3 separate regions of the Bos taurus genome follow, and regions 1 and 2 are each linked to region 3. The links are chromatin contacts, called in public Hi-C maps. All regions are on one chromosome and are shown on one strand. Each heading gives the region's core, a stretch centred on a gene start, on an enhancer-like site or on the middle of the called end of the contact. The rest is flanking DNA. Distances are from core to core; before and after follow the strand shown.

Evidence for each region. Hi-C and Micro-C count contacts between places; a contact is called where the count stands out from the background.
Region 1: a contact with region 3 is called in a Hi-C map of skeletal muscle, with 8 times the contacts expected there. The contact joins the enhancer-like site here to the promoter of CFAP91 in region 3. A contact is called at or near these places in 5 of 11 Hi-C or Micro-C datasets (blastocyst, blood, liver and 2 more).
Region 2: a Hi-C map of skin fibroblasts shows a contact between it and region 3, with 5 times the contacts expected there. The contact joins the promoter of TIMMDC1 here to the promoter of CFAP91 in region 3. A contact is called at or near these places in 2 of 11 Hi-C or Micro-C datasets (liver and skin fibroblasts).

The regions. Positions count from the first base shown.
Region 1 is chr1:64,290,300-64,292,999 of ARS-UCD2.0, reverse strand. It overlaps TIMMDC1 (translocase of inner mitochondrial membrane domain containing 1), which reads right to left. Exons shown (of 7, transcript NM_001080235.2): 6 at 393-503. Among named protein-coding and RNA genes, the nearest start is that of TIMMDC1, 16 kb to the right of the region's middle. Within about 2 kb of position 1,414, at least 5 of the 102 cell types and tissues checked have an H3K27ac peak or open chromatin away from gene starts, as enhancers often do. A contact at or near this core is called in blood, where this site is marked.
Region 2 is chr1:64,274,050-64,276,749 of ARS-UCD2.0, reverse strand. TIMMDC1 (translocase of inner mitochondrial membrane domain containing 1) reads right to left here and starts at 1,333. Exons shown (of 7, transcript NM_001080235.2): 1 at 931-1,333. The coding sequence starts at 1,124.
Region 3 is chr1:64,450,079-64,452,778 of ARS-UCD2.0, reverse strand. CFAP91 (cilia and flagella associated protein 91) reads right to left here and starts at 1,413. Exons shown (of 17, transcript XR_804223.4): 1 at 1,157-1,413. LOC132345639 (a long non-coding RNA gene) reads left to right here and starts at 1,432. Exons shown (of 2, transcript XR_009495048.1): 1 at 1,432-1,512; 2 at 1,879-2,197.

The sequences.
Region 1 (2,700 bases), core at 165-2,664, 160 kb after region 3:
TAACATGCTATGTAATGTTCATAGACATACGTGTAAACAAGGATATCACCTTTTAAGTAAAGCCAAGTAAAACTCACTCACTGCTATTCATTTCATTTCCTTTATATAATTTCCAATGCAGTCACAAACATAGGAAAAGAAAAAATATGCAACCAAATAAGATTTATAACATTTAACTTAAAAAAAAGTGTCTAAGGAAAGGTTCTCATTTAGTATCTTTCTTTTTTCCATTCTCCTTAATTAAAAATATTAAAGACCAAGTAGGGTACCAAGTGAAAGACTCAGTAAAAAGAAAGTCTTTGACTTGAGCAGCAATTTAGAGTACCTGTTTCAGAAAGCATCAGTCTGGGGACACGAAAGCCCAAACAATCCAGTCTTAACACACTCCTTACCGTTCTTCCAGTTTCAGCTCCTGGAATGCTTTTCGATCCTTCTGTTTTCTCTCCTGAACTGTTTCACCACAGTACATCTGAAGTGCCATCAACAGACTTCCTATAGGAGTGCTGAGGAGGAGGCAGAGGGGACATTCAGAAGAAAGAGCCGTGAGACCATGCAGAATGAGAGTCTCTGCTCAGGCAGGAGGAACACTAACCAGACCACTGGCTCACTGACAGGTGCAGGGACGTCTGACAGTTAAAGCATCCTTGTCAGATAAAAAATATTAAGATAATTTCCTTCCTGGTCCAAACAACGGGAAAAACAATCACTGCAACATCCTAAATTTAACTGGTATAAAAACAACAGGTCTATAAATTGGCTATTTTTTTTTTTAATCATGAAAGATAAATAAACTAGTAAAAAATATATTTATAAGTTCTAGTTAGCAGCTTTATATTGAAGGTTTCTCAGAAAGGAAATTCATACCAGGAATGGTACCAGACCCTGTAAGGGGCAAGAAATGTGAAGGGTACTTTTGGTTGGGAGAAGGATGCTACTGGCTTTAGGTGTTGCAGCTGCCAAAATATCCTAAAATTCAAGAGTCTGGCACAACTGTCTCACCCAGAATGCCAATAGTTACTCACTGAGAAAATGACTTACATAACAATTATCACAGTAATGATGAGGGTTTTGTTCATATTTTCAAAGAGAAGGGAGTTTTTGACTCTGATACAACTTAAATTCTTTACTTAACATTGTAACCACATTTAAAAAATTATTTTTGCTATGTGGAAATGTTTGTTGATGATGAATGGATAAACAAAATATGGAACTGTATATACAATGGAATGTTATACTGTCCCAAAAAGGAAGGTCCTGTCACATGGATGAAACTAGAGGACACTATGCTTAGCGAAATATGCCAGTTACTAAAGGAAAAATACATGATTTCACTAATATGCATTACTCAGAGTAGCCAAAATCACAGAAACAGGAAGTAGAAAGGTGGTTGCCAAAGGCTGTGTGGGGATGGGGGAAGGGAGCACAGTGTTTAATGGGTACGGAGTTTCAGGTCTGCAAGACAAAGACGTTCTAGAGGCCTGTTGCACAACAACGTGAATACAGTTAACACTACTGAACTGTACACTTAAAAGTGGTTAAGATGGTGATTTTTATGTTATGTGTGTTTTTTAACCACAATAAAAACATATTTTTGCAGCTAATTTCAACAATTTTCCCCTTCAAACCAAGTTGGTATATTAACAAGAAAACAAAAATGTCAGCAACAGATCATCACATGATGAATTTTAACACAAATTTGGAAGGCGAGGGAGAACTCTTCTTTCTATTCAGGTGAATGCCAACTAATAAAGACAGTAAAGACAGAAGAAATGACAAAACTAGCAAATCAACATTTTGTAACCAGTTTTATATTAAATAATAACTGATTACATTAGGGATTATCAATGGATCATTAAAACCACTAAAAGATGGCTGGAGGGTAGATAATTCACACTACCTCATCCCACAGATTACTTATTAAACACAATGGAAAAAGATAACTTTGCAGTGGCGAAATTTAGTAGATACCAAATGTGCTAGGCAGAATTCTAAAATGGTCCCCCCAAATTTCCTACCATAATTTCTCAAATATGAATATATGATGAGAAATTATGCCCATGATTAAATTATGTTATGTAGCAAAGTGGATTTTGCAGATGTAACTTAGGTTACTGATCAGTTGAATGAGTTAATCAAAAAGGAGATTACCTGTGTGAACCATCTGAATACAGAGTTTTTTCCAGTTGGTGGCAGAATGGAAGTCAGAGAGATTCAAAGTATGAGAAGGATTCAACATGCTGGCTGTTGGTTTGAACATGGAGAGGGCATGGAGAAGGAATGTGGATGCCTCTAGGAACAAGGTGGTCCCTGATAGCCACCCAGGAAACAGGGAATTCAGACCTACAGCCACAAGGTTCTGTCAACAATCTGAATTTTATGGAAACAAATTCTTCCCACAGAGCCTCCAGGTAAGAGCCTGCCTGACCAACACCTTGATTTTAGCCTTGTGAAATACTAAGAAGAGAACCCATCTGAGCCCATCCAGACTTCTGACCTACAGGAAAGTGATATAATAAATGGGTAGTGAAGCTTCTTAGTGTGTGGTTAATCTGTTACACAGCAACAGAAAACTAATATATCAAGTTACTTCACTTACAAGGGGTGACATAATATGCCTCTTGACACACACTGAGAAGGACACAACTTCGCCTATGTTGTAATCTTGATGAAAACGTTAAACCTAAATCTAATCATGAGGGG
Region 2 (2,700 bases), core at 84-2,583, 180 kb after region 3:
GGGACAGAGGAGCCTGGTGGGCTGCCGTCTATGGGGTCGCAGAGAGTCAGACACGACTGAAGCGACTTAGCAGCAGCAGCAGCAGCAGCAGGCCTCCCTGTCCATCAGTATATGGTAAAGTACTTCATAAAAAGGGAAAACTTTTCACCGGTGAGGAATAAAAATGATGAAATTAATTATCCTGAGTTTTCCATTAAAGTTAATTCAATTGAAAGGGTTATCATTTATTCTGACACCGCTTTACTTGTGAATCCAGCTAATATCTTTGCAACAACAGTTGCTACTATTTTTTTATACATTCCTTATTTGGCAGAGTAAAAATTTTAACAACTGTGTTCTCTCTCCAACCTTCATTTTTGTGGCAGGAAGGAGGGCTACTGTTCAAGAAGCATCAGAAGCATACTTGTGAATCCAGCTAATATCTTTGCAACAACAGTTGCTACTATTTTTTTAATACATTCCTTATTTGGCAGAGTAAAAATTTTAACAACTGTGTTCTCTCTCCAACCTCCATTTTTGTGGCGGGGAAGAGGGCTACTGTTCAAGAAGCATCAGAATCTGTGATCAAGTGATACACGAATAAGAATACTGGAGTCCTCCAGATGTTGGTTCTAGGGTCACTAAATAGCTTACTCTAATTCTTCTAATTTGTAAAGTCAGGGGATTATATTAAAGACTATGTTTAGACTCCCTAAACATTCCTAAAAGTTCTTATTTTCAGTTAGTCTCACCCTCTCCATCTGAAAACCGGCCTGTCAATCAACAGAACTACCAAATAGCAATGTTAGGATACAAGCTTGAGGTACATTATATTAAACTCCAAATCCCGCAAAAGTAAATCACACCACTCTGGGGTCCTTCGCCCCAGATGACCCAGGCTGCAGGTCACCTCCTTTGTAGCCCCTCCCCACAGACCGAAGGCACGTTTACTCTTTGACAAACAGCTCCCGGAGGCGGTCCCATCCGGATTCCGGGTACTGGGGTTCTGAGACGAAGGAAGACAGTTCCTGGTCCTCTACAAGAGCCTTGGGATCGGCTGCCACAGCTGCGGCAGCAAAGACCCGAGGAAAAGGTCTCAGCGACCTGCAGAGGAAGCTCCGCGGGGCCGGCGGCCGCGCCTCCATGACCCTCTCCGAACCTGTCGACAGACACTCGCTTGGGCGCTTAGGAGGCCAAGGCCTCACGAAGTGCGGTGGGGGATGAGCGAGGGTAACTGCAAGAAGGAATGGGAGAGTATCTTTACACTAGTCCCGAGTTAAATTGCAGCCGTATCCGTCGACACACCGCTTGACACACAGGCCCTCGGTGCCAAGCCTAACTTTGGAGGTACTATGACACACGAGACAGGAAGTCCCTCCCCAACGAGAGCAAAGGCTGCGGGACTGGGCAAAGCCGGAACCGGAGCCGAACACACTTCCGGCTGGGGGCGGGACGGTGTCAGGCCAGCCCCCGGAAATGAGGTAATGGCAGGAGCCAAGCTCAGCGCAGTCTGACTTCCGGTGCCGTCCTTCTCACCCTTCTGTGACAGGGAAACACGGTGGCAGGTAGCTTGCAGGCGGGAGGATGTGGTCTTACGCTGAAGTGAAAGTGGCTCAGTCGTATCCGACTCTTTGCGACCCTATGGACTGTAGAGTTCATGGAATTTTCCAGGCCAGAATACTGGAGTGGGTAGCCTTTCCCTTTCCCAGGGGATCTTTCCAACCCAGGGATTGAACCCACGTCTCCCGCATTGCGGGCTGATTCTTTTACCAGCTGGGCCACAAGGGAACTGGAGTGGGTAGCCTCTCGGACTCGAGCCAGGGTCTCCTGCATTGCAGGCGGATTCTTAACCAACTGAGCTATCAGGGAAGCCATTTAAAACAGCAGAATGCCGTGAAGAAGAAAAAGTGCGGTATTCATTACAAACGGAGTACGGAAAGGGGAAGGCAGTTTGGGCAAATGCATCCTAACCTACTCTGTCACAGACTCCCAGGCTGGACGGGGTTCATTCTGGTTTTCAGAAAAGACCGAGGCATTGAAGAGGAGTATTGGTGCTGGGTGCCCCGAGATCTCCAGAACACTTTTTAAAAGAAATCCGCTCTGGGCTCCAGAAGATAGGTTTTACTCCCCTTAGTTTATATGGCTACTGTTTCTCAAAAGGCAGGACACTTTCTGGAATTTCTACCAGGTGTTGACTTAATAGTTATAATAGCAATAATATCCCGCCACTACAGTTTTCATTAACATATACTTCAAAGTATCAGATCAGATCAGATCAGTCGCTCAGTCGTGTCCGACTCTTTGCAACCCCATGAATCGCAGCACGCCAGGCCTCCCTGTCTATCACCAACTCCCGGAGTTCACTGAGACTCACGTCCATCGAGTCAGTGATGCCATCCAGCCATCTCATCCTCTGTCGTCCCCTTCTCCTGCCCCCATCAAAGTATAGTTCTTATTAAAATGTACACATTTGAAGTATTCTCAAACTGGTTTGTGTTATTTCATTTAAGCTCTGCCAGCAATCAAACATCGGAGAAGGCAATGGCACCCTACTCCAGTACTCTTGCCTGGAAAATCCCATGGACGGAGAAGCCTGGTAGGCTGCAGTCCATGGGGTCGCTAAGAGTCAGACATGACTGAGCAACTTCACTTTTACTTTTCACTTTAATGCATTGGAGAAGGAAATGGCAACCCACTCCAGTGTTCTTGCCTAGAGAATCC
Region 3 (2,700 bases), core at 164-2,663:
ACCAACCTAAATAGCATATTGAAAAGCAAAGACATTACTTTGCCAACAAAGGTCCGTCTAGTCAAGGCTATGGTTTTTCTAGTGGTCATGTATGGATCTGAGAGTTGGACTGTGAAGAAAGCTGAGTGCCAAAGAATTGATGCTTTTGAACTGTGGTGTTGGAGAAGACTCTTGAGAGTCCCTTGGACTGCAAGGAGATCCAATCAGTCCATTCTAAAGGAGATCAGCCCTGGGTGTTCTTTGGAAGGAATGATGCTAAAGCTGAAACTCCAGTACTTTGGCCACCTCATGTGAAGAGTTGACTCATTGGAAAAGACTCTGATGCTGGGAGGGATTGGGGGCAGGAGGAAAGGGGGACGGTGGAGGATGAGATGGCTGGATGGCATCACCGACTCGATGGACGTGGGTCTGAGTGAACTCTGGGAGATGGTGATGGACAGGGAGCCCTGGCCTGCTGCGATTCATGGGGTCGCAAAAAGTCGGACACGACTGAGCGACTGAACTGAACTGAAAAAGGTGCTGAGAATGCTACAAAAATGGAGAGAACAAGAACTTAAATAACTCAGGAATTTATAGTCCAGTAGAAGGGACAGAACATAAAAGAACAATCAGGGCATTAAATAAACTGAGGATTTACTGGCCCAAAGGACCTAGTAGACCTAGTTTACAAGCAACACTTTGACGGATAAGAATAAGCTCAAATAAAAAGAGAAACCTAAAAACAAAGAGGAGACAACCTCTTTACCTACCCAGAATGACAAGTTTGGAGTTGCCCAGCGAATTGGACATTTTATGCAGTTTGAATGAGGGAGTGTTGAGTGAATCTCCAAATCAGAACGCCAGGAACGGCATTCAGGACAATTGCTTAGGGCTGTGCAAATTGTCAGGGTAAAGAAGAATCAGGTGTCCCTGCTCTCTACTCTGAGATGCACAGCGCACCTGCGGCTTCCGAGACCGCCTCCTCCCCCCAGCCCGCCCAAGAGCCACCACCTGCAGGGCTTGGAGCTGCCCCTACACAACGACAGACAACCCGGGCTAGAGATCCCTCCTGTGGCTTGTCTTTCGTCCGCCGCGTTCCCGGCCAGGTCGGACAGTCTCGATGCCCACCTGGCCCAGGTGTCGACAACTCAGGAGGGAGGTCTGGAGCCGCCCTTACCGTATAAGAAATCATACGTTCGACTGGCAGAGACGTTGCCCCAGGCCCCCGACTTCCCTCCGAACCGGGTTTGAGACACCTGGGGCTTGGCCTGGGGTTCTTCGATAGTCACTACGTGACTCATGGTGCCGGTTCTTCCCTGCCGCCAACCAGGTCCAACTAGGGAAACCTAGCTGCTGCGTGCACCGTAGCTATGGTAACCCCAGCAGGAACCAGAGAGTAAGCGCCAGGCGAAGATAGGCAGCTAGTCCAGAAGAGAGGGGCGGGACTAGCGGGGTCGAGTGACGAAGGAAGGGGCGGGGCGAGGAGCAGAAGCGGAAGGATGGGGAAGTGCGCAGAAGGGTGGAGCATGAGAGGTAGGGGTAGAGGAGGGAAGAAAGGAGGAAAAGAGGGGCTGGCCTAGGGAGGGGAGGGCAAGGAGAGAAGGGCGGGGCGAGGGTAGAGAAGGACGGAGGGCTCGTTGGAGAGAAAGGCGAGGAGGGGGAGAGAAGGGCGGGGTGGGAGAGGGACTCCCTCACTTCCCAGCTGCACTCCGGTGATAAAGTCAAGCATTTAGCGGTCCACCCACGGTCAAAGCCAGGGGGCCGCAGATTGGGGAAAAGGTTGCTGCAGAAATCCTTGCAGCCAGTCACACTCCGTAGCCTCTTTGGGAAATCCCTGGGAAATCTTAGAGCCTTCTAGAATAGTTGGGGGCTTTCATTTCGGACATCCCCTTTCCGCAGGGCTTGTTCGAACTGAAGAATCTAAGCTCCTGAACGCCAGCCTTTGTCACACTATGAGTTCTGGTCCTGGATATCAACGTTTGTGGTGCGCTGGGTAATTAAATGTTCATGCGCATTCTGCTATCCCTTTCTGTGTGTATGTGTTAGCCGCTCAGTCGTGTTCAACTCTGCGATCCCATGGCCTGTGGCCCTCCAGGCTCATCTCTCAATAGGATTTTCCAGGCAGGAATACTGGAGTGGGTTGCCATTCCCTTCTTGAGGGGATCTTCTCCACCCAGAAATGGAACCTAGGTCTCCTGCATTGCAGGCAGATTCTGCATTTCAAACTGATACGGATTTTTTCACTTTAGTTATCAAATTTAAGAGAAATTGGTGGTGCCCTAACAACCACCAGTGTTAACCAAAAAGATTTTGTTTGCTTAGTATCACTATGAATGAGTGCATTTTACATATCAGATTCTTTTAGTCTGTTACGATCATTATACTTTGTGATGTTCGAATTATCCCATTTGGCTAGTGACACACGTTAGAGTTAGCTTCTTTGTCTTTTTCATGTAATCCATTTCAACAAGCCTCCTGCCTTCTATTCTTCTTTTCACACATATTCTTGGTTTTATTTTACTCTACTCCTGAACTTTTTGGGTTTTTTGCCAGTCAGCCATGTATTTTGCCAGTTCCAAGTCTTTGCTCAAACTGATTGCTTTGCCTACAATGCCTTTTCCTATTTATGCCCCTCAACTAATTTAGGTATCCTTCAAGACTTAGTGCTAATTTTGCCACCTTTATGTAGCCTCCCAAGTTCTACAAGTAGACCCAGACTTC